Linked DNA regions of Gossypium hirsutum: region 2 is linked to region 1. A link is a contact called in public Hi-C data. All regions are on one chromosome and are shown on one strand. The core of a region is the stretch at or near the end of the contact, and the rest is flanking DNA. Distances in the headings are between cores, read along the strand shown. Region 1 holds the start of LOC107961715 (importin-5). Region 2 holds the start of LOC107961717 (pentatricopeptide repeat-containing protein At5g16640, mitochondrial).

Region 1 (5,657 bases), core at 2,585-5,084:
TAATAAGAACACGCGACGGAAAGTCATTTGGCGGATAAGCTCGAGTGATCACTTTTTTTACGAATCCTTTTGTTTAAAAGTATTTTTATAAAATTATAAAATATTGAAAGTTAATAATGTTGCTTAAACCTTGATTAGTCTCATAAATGTTTATACCTCTAATGTATATATATGTGTGTGTGTGTATGATTAGAATTAAAATTATGATGACTTTAAAAATAGATTTACTTTATGGCTTTGGATGTGAATGTTTTTGTTCTTTTGTAGCACTCCATAACTTGGGTCCAGAGATCAGGTTAGGCGAGGGGTGTTACAATGAATTTTGGCTTTAGCACCTAGAGAGGATCCCAAAATCAGGTGTATTTACGTTTTGAATAGTTTGGCATGTACTTAACTAGTTGAGTCACTTTTGGTATATCTTTATATTTACATGAATTTCAGTAACAAGTTAGTACTTGTGAATTTAGTAAATAGTGTTATCATATGTTCATAAGTAAGTTATATGAAATGTGATGTGTATTTGTATCTAAATTAATGGTAGTTGCCTCGACAACGAATGTGACACACTACAGCTCAAACTTGACGATTAGATCGTGTTTAGGGTGTTACATGGTGTCACAAGTCAATCGAACATGTGACACCCATACCCGACCCGGTTGTCGGATCCAAGTTACGGGATGCCACATTCGTTACCGGAGCAACTACGATCTCAATTTCAATTTCAGTTCAACAGTTTGTACATGCTATTAAGTTCAATACACAATTATAATGCATTATATAATTGAATCTAGGATTTAAATGAGCTTACGAAAGCTCTTTCGATAAATTGAGATTGGTTAAGGACTAAATGTTGGATCGTGGTACACCCCGTGGCATAGGAGGAAAATTATTCTGGTGATCATCAACCATGGATCCATGTACGAGGAATGAACCAGGTTGAAACAAGGGTCGAAAATATACCTTTTTCGAAACTGGAAAAGCGACGAACAACGTTGTTGATATGATTCCTTTGAACGATGTCGATCCCAAGCTGCAACAGTAACGTTTCGACCTCTACGTAATTCACCCAGTCAAAGTATGAACAACAAAATTCTCTTAAACTTTTTTAGAGAGAAAAATCAAAAATGGCTGTTAGACCTTTAGATATTGTTTTTCTTGGTAACCTTAACACACTAATGGATTATATTCCTTTTATTTTTTTTTGATATCTTTTATTTTCTTTAATATCACATATCAGAAATAAAACGAGATTATTCCCTTATTATTAGAGAAACAAATAGAAAGTTAGAAAAACAAATTATATTATTTCCTAAAGAATATCAACTTTCATGTCCTTCTATATTTTGACCGAAATTAATTATTATAACTATTTATATTAATAATTTTGATAAACTATATATAATTAATATTTTGTTTGAATCAAATTCATATATTAATTTTATCTATGTTCTCTATTTGTGTACAACAAGTTTGTACATATAATGTGCTAAATATTTAACTATCGAATTAAATTAATTCAATAATTAATTTAATTCATGTGACAACTAAATACAATACCAAATGTATTTGGATTCAGTTTGCTTCAACTATAGGGTGTGACCTTGTAGGTTCTTGTAAAGTTAATAATAATATTATAATGTCTCTAATATTATAAACAATGAGTGGCATCTAGTAATGCATCATTGATAACCAAGTTGCAAGAAGTCGTGATTCGACATTACCTTTTTGTGATAATCTTTTCATGTATTATATGCTTTTATCCTTAACATCTAGATTGGACACAAGTGATGAAATTGTCACACTTGTATAGTCCAATATCATCTTTCTTGATATTCTGAGTAGACTACTATAAAAAAATAAGTGTGATATCTTATATCAACTGATTCGAGCATGGCCATGCATTTTTAATCTCACTCCATCAAGAGGCCTAAGATATTACTCGTATTATGTAAGAAGGACAAATCCTATCTTGATCAACCATATTCCTCTACATAGATTGTGACATACCCAACATCAGTCTTTATAGTATAACCTGTTATGGTAGACGTTTGACTGTGTCAAAATATACAACTCACTATGTTGGGACAATGATGATCTCAAGTCTAAGGATCATATACATAATTATCACTATGAGTAATGTTGTGACTATTACATAATAATCCAATAACAATACTCATAGCAAGTCAGTCCAGTATGTTGTTCTCTAACACATACTCGCGTATCAGTTTTGACATCCCTATGTCAATGACAACACTTCATCATTAATCAACTACACATTAGTCTCAATGCATTATCATTGTCCAAGCCCACTATAATACTTGACTAAGGACCTTTTAAGAATAATCATATTATTCTTAGGACTTTATTATTAAATACTTTATTCGTGCATACATAAAAAGAAACTGAAATAATAATGGCAATGCATTATATTAGAAAACAAGGTAAAATGAGTATGTGATTACAATCATCTCATGATTGGTCTTTGGGCATACTCTAACACTAAAATGCAACAATTTTAAAACTATCGAGTTGATGTCATGACATCGAAGGTCCATAGTTGTGATGTCACTCTCTGTTGATTTTTCATCGTGACGTCACCTACTGCTTTCATAACTTCCTTGAACATAAAATCACAACAACTCTGTAATATGAACATTAACATATTTACATTATTTTAAACCTTATGCTACTTACATATATATATATATATATCATATACAACTCATGTATCATATATCAAACTAACCATGATATCTAAAACACCAAATCAACAATTTACTACTTAAAACCGACTCAATTTTGGGTACATGCCACATATTGAAGCATAAAGAAACTATACAAACTTTGCTAAGATGAGAGTTGCGGTTTGAATGCTGGATCACTCCTCGAGTCTTTGAGATCTATTAGTACCTATGCATAGAATAAACAAACCGTACGTTAAGCGATAAAGCTCAGTGGTACTTTTATGTTTCAAATCAACATAGCATGTTAGACTTACACTAAAATCATGAATTAGTTTTCAACAATAACAATTTTCAATTCATGTCAAATCTATCCAAAATGCATACCTTATGCTAATTGATAAATTCATATTAGCATAGAATACCAAGTTTCCTATCATTGCAATAATTCAATTATATGCCAATGCATTTCACCAAGTCAATTCATTTTCACATTTCCTTCTTGAATCATTTGTTTTGTGTCATTTTTAGACAAGCCTTTAAAGCTCGTATAATCGGTTTGTATAATCTTTCACATGCTGTCAGTTATCATATTTCATATGCATACAAAATATTCCATTTTCAAATGATTGTTCATATCAACCATCATTACAAGTTCATGTTTTATAATCATTATTAACCGAAAACAAATTCAAAACGGATGCACAAATTATTTGACCATCACACTAATCTATAATGATTTAAAACTTATCATAATTTACAGTTACAATTTCCCCTTAACAGTTCTTAATATTTAAAAATAATATATGTTTTTATATCAAAATTATTTCTCGTATCAAATCTTAATTTCGAAAATTATTAGAACGTATTAAAAAATTCTATTAAATGCCAATGACGAGGAAATATTAAAACCGATGAGAAATTATCGAAATTTTTGAAGAATTACAAAAATTATAAAGCTATACCAATTATTACTAGAGAATACCAAAAAAATATGAAAATATATCAATTTTAACTTGTACCTTGTTGAATGGGTAAAATCCGTCCTAAGTTTTTTTTTTCCAAAGCTCACAGCAGACATCCCGTTAGTGGTTTAGTAGGATTGTAGGAGTAAGTATTTTATTTTTCCCTCCAAAAATGAAAAAAGAAAAGAAGAAAGGAAGTGGGTACTCACATTAATAATCATGACACGTAAAATTACAGCTAATCCAGCCCCCTTTTTTTTCTTGTCAGCCCTAGTTTTCTCTCTCTTAAAATCCCTTATTTTCCCCCACACTCCCACTCAAGAAGACGCCCAACAAAACACAGAGCAAAAGCATTAACGAAGAGGTGACAAAGGAATCAATTTCATCATTTTCTCCGTCTCCGTTTCCTCCTCCTTCTCCTTCGCCGCCATGGACCAGCAATCGCAGCTCGCCCTCATCCTAGGACCTGACCCGATTCCATTTGAAACCCTAGTCTCCCACTTGATGTCATCATCAAACGAACAACGTTCTCACGCTGAGGCCTTGTTTAATCTATGCAAGCAATCGGACCCTGACGCCCTCTGCCTTCGCCTCGCCCACCTTCTCCAAGTCTGCACTCAGCCCGAGACTCGCGCCATGGCAGCTATTCTCCTCCGTAAGTTGTTGACGCGTGACGACTCCTATATCTGGCCTCGCCTCAACATTTCTACACAGTCTTCCCTCAAATCCGTGATTCTGTCTCAAATCCAAGTGGAAACCACCAAAAATTTATCTAAAAAGCTGTGCGATACTGTTGCGGAGCTTGCTTCCAGTATTTTGCCGGAGAATGGGTGGCCAGAGCTCTTGCCGTTTATGTTTCAGTGTGTCTCTTCGGATTCCCCTAAATTACAGGAGTCTGCTTTTTTGATATTTGCGCAGCTGAGTCAATATATTGGGGATGTGTTGACTCCTTTTATAAAGGATCTACACACTGTGTTCTTGAGGTGCCTGAGTGAAAGTTCTAATGCCGATGTCAAAATTGCTGCGTTGAATGCGGTCATCAACTTTATTCAATGTTTGACCAGCTCATCCGATCGGGATAGGTTTCAGGATCTTTTGCCAGCAATGATGAGGACCTTGACAGAGGCTTTAAATAACGGGAATGAGGCCACTGCTCAGGAGGCACTTGAGTTGTTGATCGAGTTGGCAGGTACCGAGCCACGGTTTCTTAGGAGGCAGCTTGTTGATGTAGTGGGTTCGATGCTGCAGATTGCAGAGGCAGAATCTCTTGAGGAAGGGACACGTCATTTGGCGATTGAATTTGTGGTGACTTTGGCGGAAGCAAGGGAGCGTGCTCCTGGAATGATGCGGAAGTTGCCGCAATTTATTAGTAGGTTATTTGCAATATTGATGAGAATGCTGTTAGATATTGAGGATGATGCAGCATGGCACACAGCAGAATCTGAGGATGAGGATGCTGGAGAGACCAGCAATTACAGTGTCGGACAGGAGTGTTTGGATCGTTTGGCAATTTCCTTAGGTGGGAACACAATTGTTCCTGTTGCATCTGAGCAGTTGCCTGCTTATTTGGCTGCTTCTGAGTGGCAAAAGCATCATGCTGCACTAATTGCCCTTGCTCAGATTGCTGAGGGGTGTGCCAAGGTACACTTATTAATCATCGTTTGTTAATGTGGTTATTCAGTTTGGTTTATGGTGTTGTAAGTTTACTAACAATGGGGTGGAATTCTGTCTAGTGCATGTGGATTCAAACATATTTTTTTATAGCCTAATGGCATGGCTAATTCAGCTTTGAAAGGAAAAAATGCCTTATGTTTCATGGTTGAGTAAAAAATTAGGAAGATGTTTATTTTCTTTTTCTTTTTTTAAATTTATTTGTTGCTGTACTTGCAGGTTATGATTAAAAATCTGGAACAAGTGGTTTCCATGGTTTTGAACTCATTTCATGATTCTCATCCTCGTGTAAGGTGGGCAGCTATTAATGCAATTGGGCAATTGTCTACCGACTTAGGAC
Region 2 (5,418 bases), core at 499-2,998, 320 kb after region 1:
TCCTGTTCCTAGGTAACCTAGACCTCTTGTATTCCGCAGGTCTCAAGTGAGGAATCTGCACATTGAGTAATACCATGTACATCAGGAAGATAGAATATTATGATCAAATGAGAAAATAAACATGCTAAATATCAGTTAGCAAAGTGAAACATGATAGTAAGCAATGGAATTTAAGCTGATTTGTTTGACTTCTATGGCATAGTCCATGAACATCATAAGTAAGAATTGATGCTATGTCTGCATACGAAAGTTAAATTTTACATTTTATTCACTCCTTCGCATCTGGAAATCATTCGTATACAAATTTGTTCTGTTTCAGGAAATATCCAGAGTTGCAATGTAAATCATCATGCAAGTCTAAGCATACTCAGCAACCAAAGACGACTGTGCTCAATCTGATATGTGAACATTAGTTGCTCAAACAATCTCATAACAAGGGTACTAAAAAACCAGAACATTCATACCTTCAGGGTGAGCCATTTTCTGCATAGCAGTCGGAGCAATCATGATAGGCATTGAAATCTTAAATCCCAGGACAGTGGTGGTCATGTCAATCTTGTTAACATCAATAAGAATGCGGGGTCGAAACCTATCATAAAATAAATGAACCATAATAATTAAATGAAAAGATAAAACTAAAACTACTATATAATGCACAAAGAAAAAAGATTGCCAGAAAACTTGGAAGTATGGTCAAATATGAACAATAAACACCAGAAATTAAGCAACGGGTTAAAGCAATAAAACTCCATAAGTATCAGTATTTGGAAGGAGAAGAAGTAGAATTTATTGAAGTTGTGGAGAACCCCTCAAGCAAATAAAACACAATAGATGATATGTACAAAGTAACAGATTCAAAATCAGCAAAGAACAGCAGAAAAACCAAGTATGCAAATAATTTAAGGGAAGACATACTTCTCTTTCCACTCCCAAACTCGTTTTTCAAATTCATCTCTGCCCAATTCTATCCCTTTTATTCCTTCAGAAGCCAACATTCTTTCCACAACCAACTGGGAAAAGAAAAGTAAAATAGGTTCAATTATATATTCCCATTCAACAGGATACAACATATACACTCATTCTCTACACAGAACATTATGTATAAAGAGGGCAGAATATAAATCAACAACAAAGATGGAAACATTATATTTACAAAAGATTACTAGAGATAATACAACCATAAAGATCAATCCTTTTTCCAGAAAACATTATATCGAACATTATATCGAATACACAAACGGCCACAGAAATATTACTTTGATTACAAAGCCTATTAATCAAAGTTGAAAAAATTACAACATCAGGCTCAACACCTAACTTCAGCATTTTCCCCAAAACAGAAAACCCAAAATCAATTCGACCTAATTGACAAAAGCAATTAATCGAGATGCTCACAGAATAAACATCATGGGAAACGCCTAATAATTCCATCTGGCTACACATAGAAACAACAATGACATAATGTTTCATTCTAACAATGGTTGCAAATAATTTAGTGAATTCCACAATTGAAGGCTTTGGGTACTTTTCAATCATCTTATTGAACAAACTCAAAGCATGATCAACATTATCGAAGCAGTGGTCTGTTTTTCCCTTTCCTCTAACAGGCATGGACATGGGTTTCTTACTTAGGCAGTCGATGTGGGTAGCAATGGTGTTAGAAGAAGAAGAAAAAGAGTGGAAATTAGAAAGATGGCTTCCAGCATTAACAATCGAACGAAGAATAAAAGAAGAATGAAGCTTACCCATCATTTGAAAGCAGAAATGGCAGCGACAGTAACAGCCAAAAGAAATGAAAAATAAACGGAGCATAAAAGCAAAAAAGAAATGAAAAATAAACGAAGTAACCGTCGAAAAATAGAATTGCAACGTACCAGCAGCGGTTTCCAGTTCTGAACCAAAATGAAGCTTTCAAGAACGGAAATTTGAAGGAATGAAGGGAGAAGAATGGATGAAGGAAGCTTACTGGATGAAGGGAGAAGAATGCATGAGAGCTTTAGGAAAATGTCTTACGGAGATTGAATCGGTAAGACAATTTCCCAAAATTGTAAGGCATTTTCCCGTGTTTTGGAGTTGATTTTCCAAAAGGAAAATATTTTCCTCCAATCAAACACTGGAAAATGGGGAAAACCAATTCCGGAAAATATTTTCCCCTATCAAACAGACCCTATATTTTGAACCCAGGAAGAAAAATGAAAATGGATGGGCCTGAATTGATCAGTTGTGGCCCATATATTTTTGCCACATTTATGGGCAACCCAAAAACCGATAATTTTATCGTTTCGATACAGGTCGTATTGGCCATTACGTTCCTTTTCAGCCTTCAATTGGTATCAAATAGTTTCAATCAGTTACTATATATGTTCCACTTTTTTGCTAATATTAATTTGTATCAGTACGTATTGATCAACACAAAATTTACTATTTTAATTAAATTTTCAATATTTTTTAACTTAAATATTTTTATAATTATATTTAAAAATATATATAATCATTAAATTAAGTTATTGAACTTTATTATATTTTTGCATATAACTATATTTATATGCATGCAATTAAGGTATATTTGCATGTATATAATATTATTACTATGGTATACTAGGTGAAAGAAATAAAAATAATATAATAGAAATGTTTAAGCGATGATTTTTTAAAGATAATAATAATAATTATTCATACAATAAAAATAAAAATTGTTAATGAGATTTTGATTGCGTTGGCAAGATTGTCATACAATTTTTTTTATTTTATTTAAAAAATTAAATTATTTATATAACTTTATTAATATAATATTTTTATTATTTTTTTCAATTGAATTATATCTAATTCAATTAAATATTTTATATATAAGATATATAAAATATTTAAAATATTGATAAATTTAAAATAATACACGAAACACAATCAATATTAATATTTATCACTAACAAATCTAAAGAATACATTCACACCATACACACTATTTGACTACCTTCCTTCCTTTAAACTCCATCACATGTATATTTGCAGTAAAATTTCCGACAGTGAAGAATGCGAAATATGAACTGAAATATCCTAAAACACATAGTGGGAGTTGGTCGGTGGGGTTCCTATTTTCTGCCATATATAAAATAATGAATGTCACATGCGCTGCAATATATACTAGGTTTTTGGCTTCACATTATATTGGTAAATTTTAGACTAAGCACGAAATTCACATGCTTAATTGCTTATCCATTGTCATCATTTTATTTTATCTTTCCCTTTTACATATATGTATATATAATAACTAGTGGACGGTGTTAGGCACAAATTTGGTCTGGTCAACTTGGCAAACTTTGACAATGTGAAAGTTGATCTCTTTTATTATTGCATCTATTTAACGTGAGAATTTTAGATTTGTTTTTGTTGTTGTAATAATGAGGAAGACACGGGTTTAAATGATTAAGCGTGTATTATATTTTTTTTTATATTTAAGTAGGTTTAAGGGTGTAAAAAATTTTTAAATTTTTTAAAGAAAGCAATTAAGTACTTATATTTTTTTGTACTCAATTGGGTATTTAAATTTTTAAAATGTATCAAAAGGCTCTCAAACTTTTCAAAAAAAAGTATTAAAGCCCCTGCCTTTTGAATTTGCACTCAATTGGGTACTTAAATTGTCAAAAAAGGCCATTTGACCATTAACTTTAACAGTTGATTGTTAAAGTTAACTACCCCTAATTTTTTTTAGTTAAAGCCACCTTATGTCACAACCACGACGTGACATGTGGCCAAAAAAATTAAATTAAATTATAGTTTTAAAAATTATTAAATTTTAATAAAAATATTAAAAATTAGAAAAAAATTATAAAAATTTGTAAAATTTTATAAAAAATCATAATAAAAATATAAAATGCATCAAAAAGGCCCTTTAACCATTAACTTTAACTGTTGGTCATTGAAGTTAACGACCCTGCAACGCCCTTGCCCACCTCAATCGTCGAGTCAGGGTATGAAGTGTCACAATTGAATCGGTTTGCTCTAAAACCCTTAATCAAAAAATTCGCCAAATGACTTTATCAATTCATTTTGAATGTTTCTTACAACAGTAACCTTAAACCAAACTTAATTTTAACTAACTTGAAAATTCTATATTCTAAGAAAACTACTTAATTACAGCATATCTAACCCCAAGACGAAGCCCTTGAAGGTACCCAATCCTATGTGCATGACACCAAATTAATGATAACCCTTGATCTAATAAGATATGGCTTGGTCCCTCCTCAAGATCCTTAACTACCTAACAAGTCCTGCAAATATAGACTAAAATTTTATAATTTCCAAAGAACTTAGTGAGTTTCTTTACTGCATTACTCAAAAATAGACCCGGTCAATGCAAGGATAATAAATGAAAAAAATCTAAACACATTTAACTCCGTAATCTTTTGGGATGACTTCTCTTAATCTGAAATGGCGGACTCCGATTCATTTTTTGAGCTCGTCTATTTGTAGATAGATTGATAAGCGGTCTTCCCCTGGTCGATCCTATAACTATTCGATTGGTTTTGGTTATTTCTCCATTGTCTTGAAATAACTCCAGACTCTTTCCTTTCCTCACATACATTCTTTCTTTCGCTATATACTTATTATGTTGTCCTCCTAAACTTTCAACCTAAGTACCCTTTGGTTATTTCTTCTTTGGCGTACATTCCAAATCTAAATAGTCATTAGCGAACTCCCTTTCTTACTATAGTCATAAAAGACTTGATCATATCCCATCAGTCAAGTTAACTAATGAGAATCCATGCTACTCTGGCAGACTTAATCTCATTTCACTCTGCACTAGAGTTGAAAAGTTGTTTGGATTACTTTCCCATAATCCTCCCTATTTACAATGACTTGCTTTTAAGATGTAACATGTTCGTCTACATTAGACCGTTTTTTACTATAGTGTCCAACAGATTGTTATTTATGTGACCATTCGAGTTTATAGATCCTCTTATATGATGGTTTCCTACATAACTAACTCTATGGTAGGTTGTACCCATTATAGTTTCCCCTCAAAGAGGAATAGTCTTGACAGGCATAACTATCACTTGAATAATCCCTATTAGTACCTCTTTCCATCCTTAGGTTCCAACTAACTCCTTTTTATAAACTTGACTGTACGGGGTACATACGAACAATCCTCATCATAAAATACGATTCTATCAAAGCCTTACACTGGTAACAAATTTATTTTTAACCTTTCAAGGCCTTCTTTGTTTACCGTTTTGGCAGAATCTTCCATTTCTGTTACTTTTTCCCTTTTTTGACGGAGTCCTAAAATCCACTACCTAGCTATCGCTTGTCAATAATTGCATTTTCCTCATTTGCATGATATTCCATGATTACCGTCTTTGTGAACTATCCTATTTTTATTATCTTGATAGACTCCATATGTTGTTATAGTCGAGCTAT

The links. Hi-C and Micro-C count contacts between places; a contact is called where the count stands out from the background.
Region 2: a contact with region 1 is called in a Hi-C map of leaf, with 1.7 times the contacts expected there. The contact joins the promoter of LOC107961717 here to the promoter of LOC107961715 in region 1. A contact is called at or near these places in 9 of 34 Hi-C or Micro-C datasets (anther, callus, hypocotyl and 1 more).

The regions. Positions count from the first base shown.
Region 1 is chrA06:44,281,706-44,287,362 of Gossypium_hirsutum_v2.1, forward strand. LOC107961715 (importin-5) reads left to right here and starts at 3,835. Exons shown (of 21, transcript XR_005928778.1): 1 at 3,835-5,287; 2 at 5,537-5,657.
Region 2 is chrA06:44,600,048-44,605,465 of Gossypium_hirsutum_v2.1, forward strand. It overlaps LOC107961717 (pentatricopeptide repeat-containing protein At5g16640, mitochondrial), which reads right to left and starts at 1,749. Exons shown (of 4, transcript XM_041115400.1): 1 at 1,396-1,749; 2 at 916-1,010; 3 at 465-589; 4 at 1-55. The coding sequence starts at 1,749. The coding sequence ends at 18.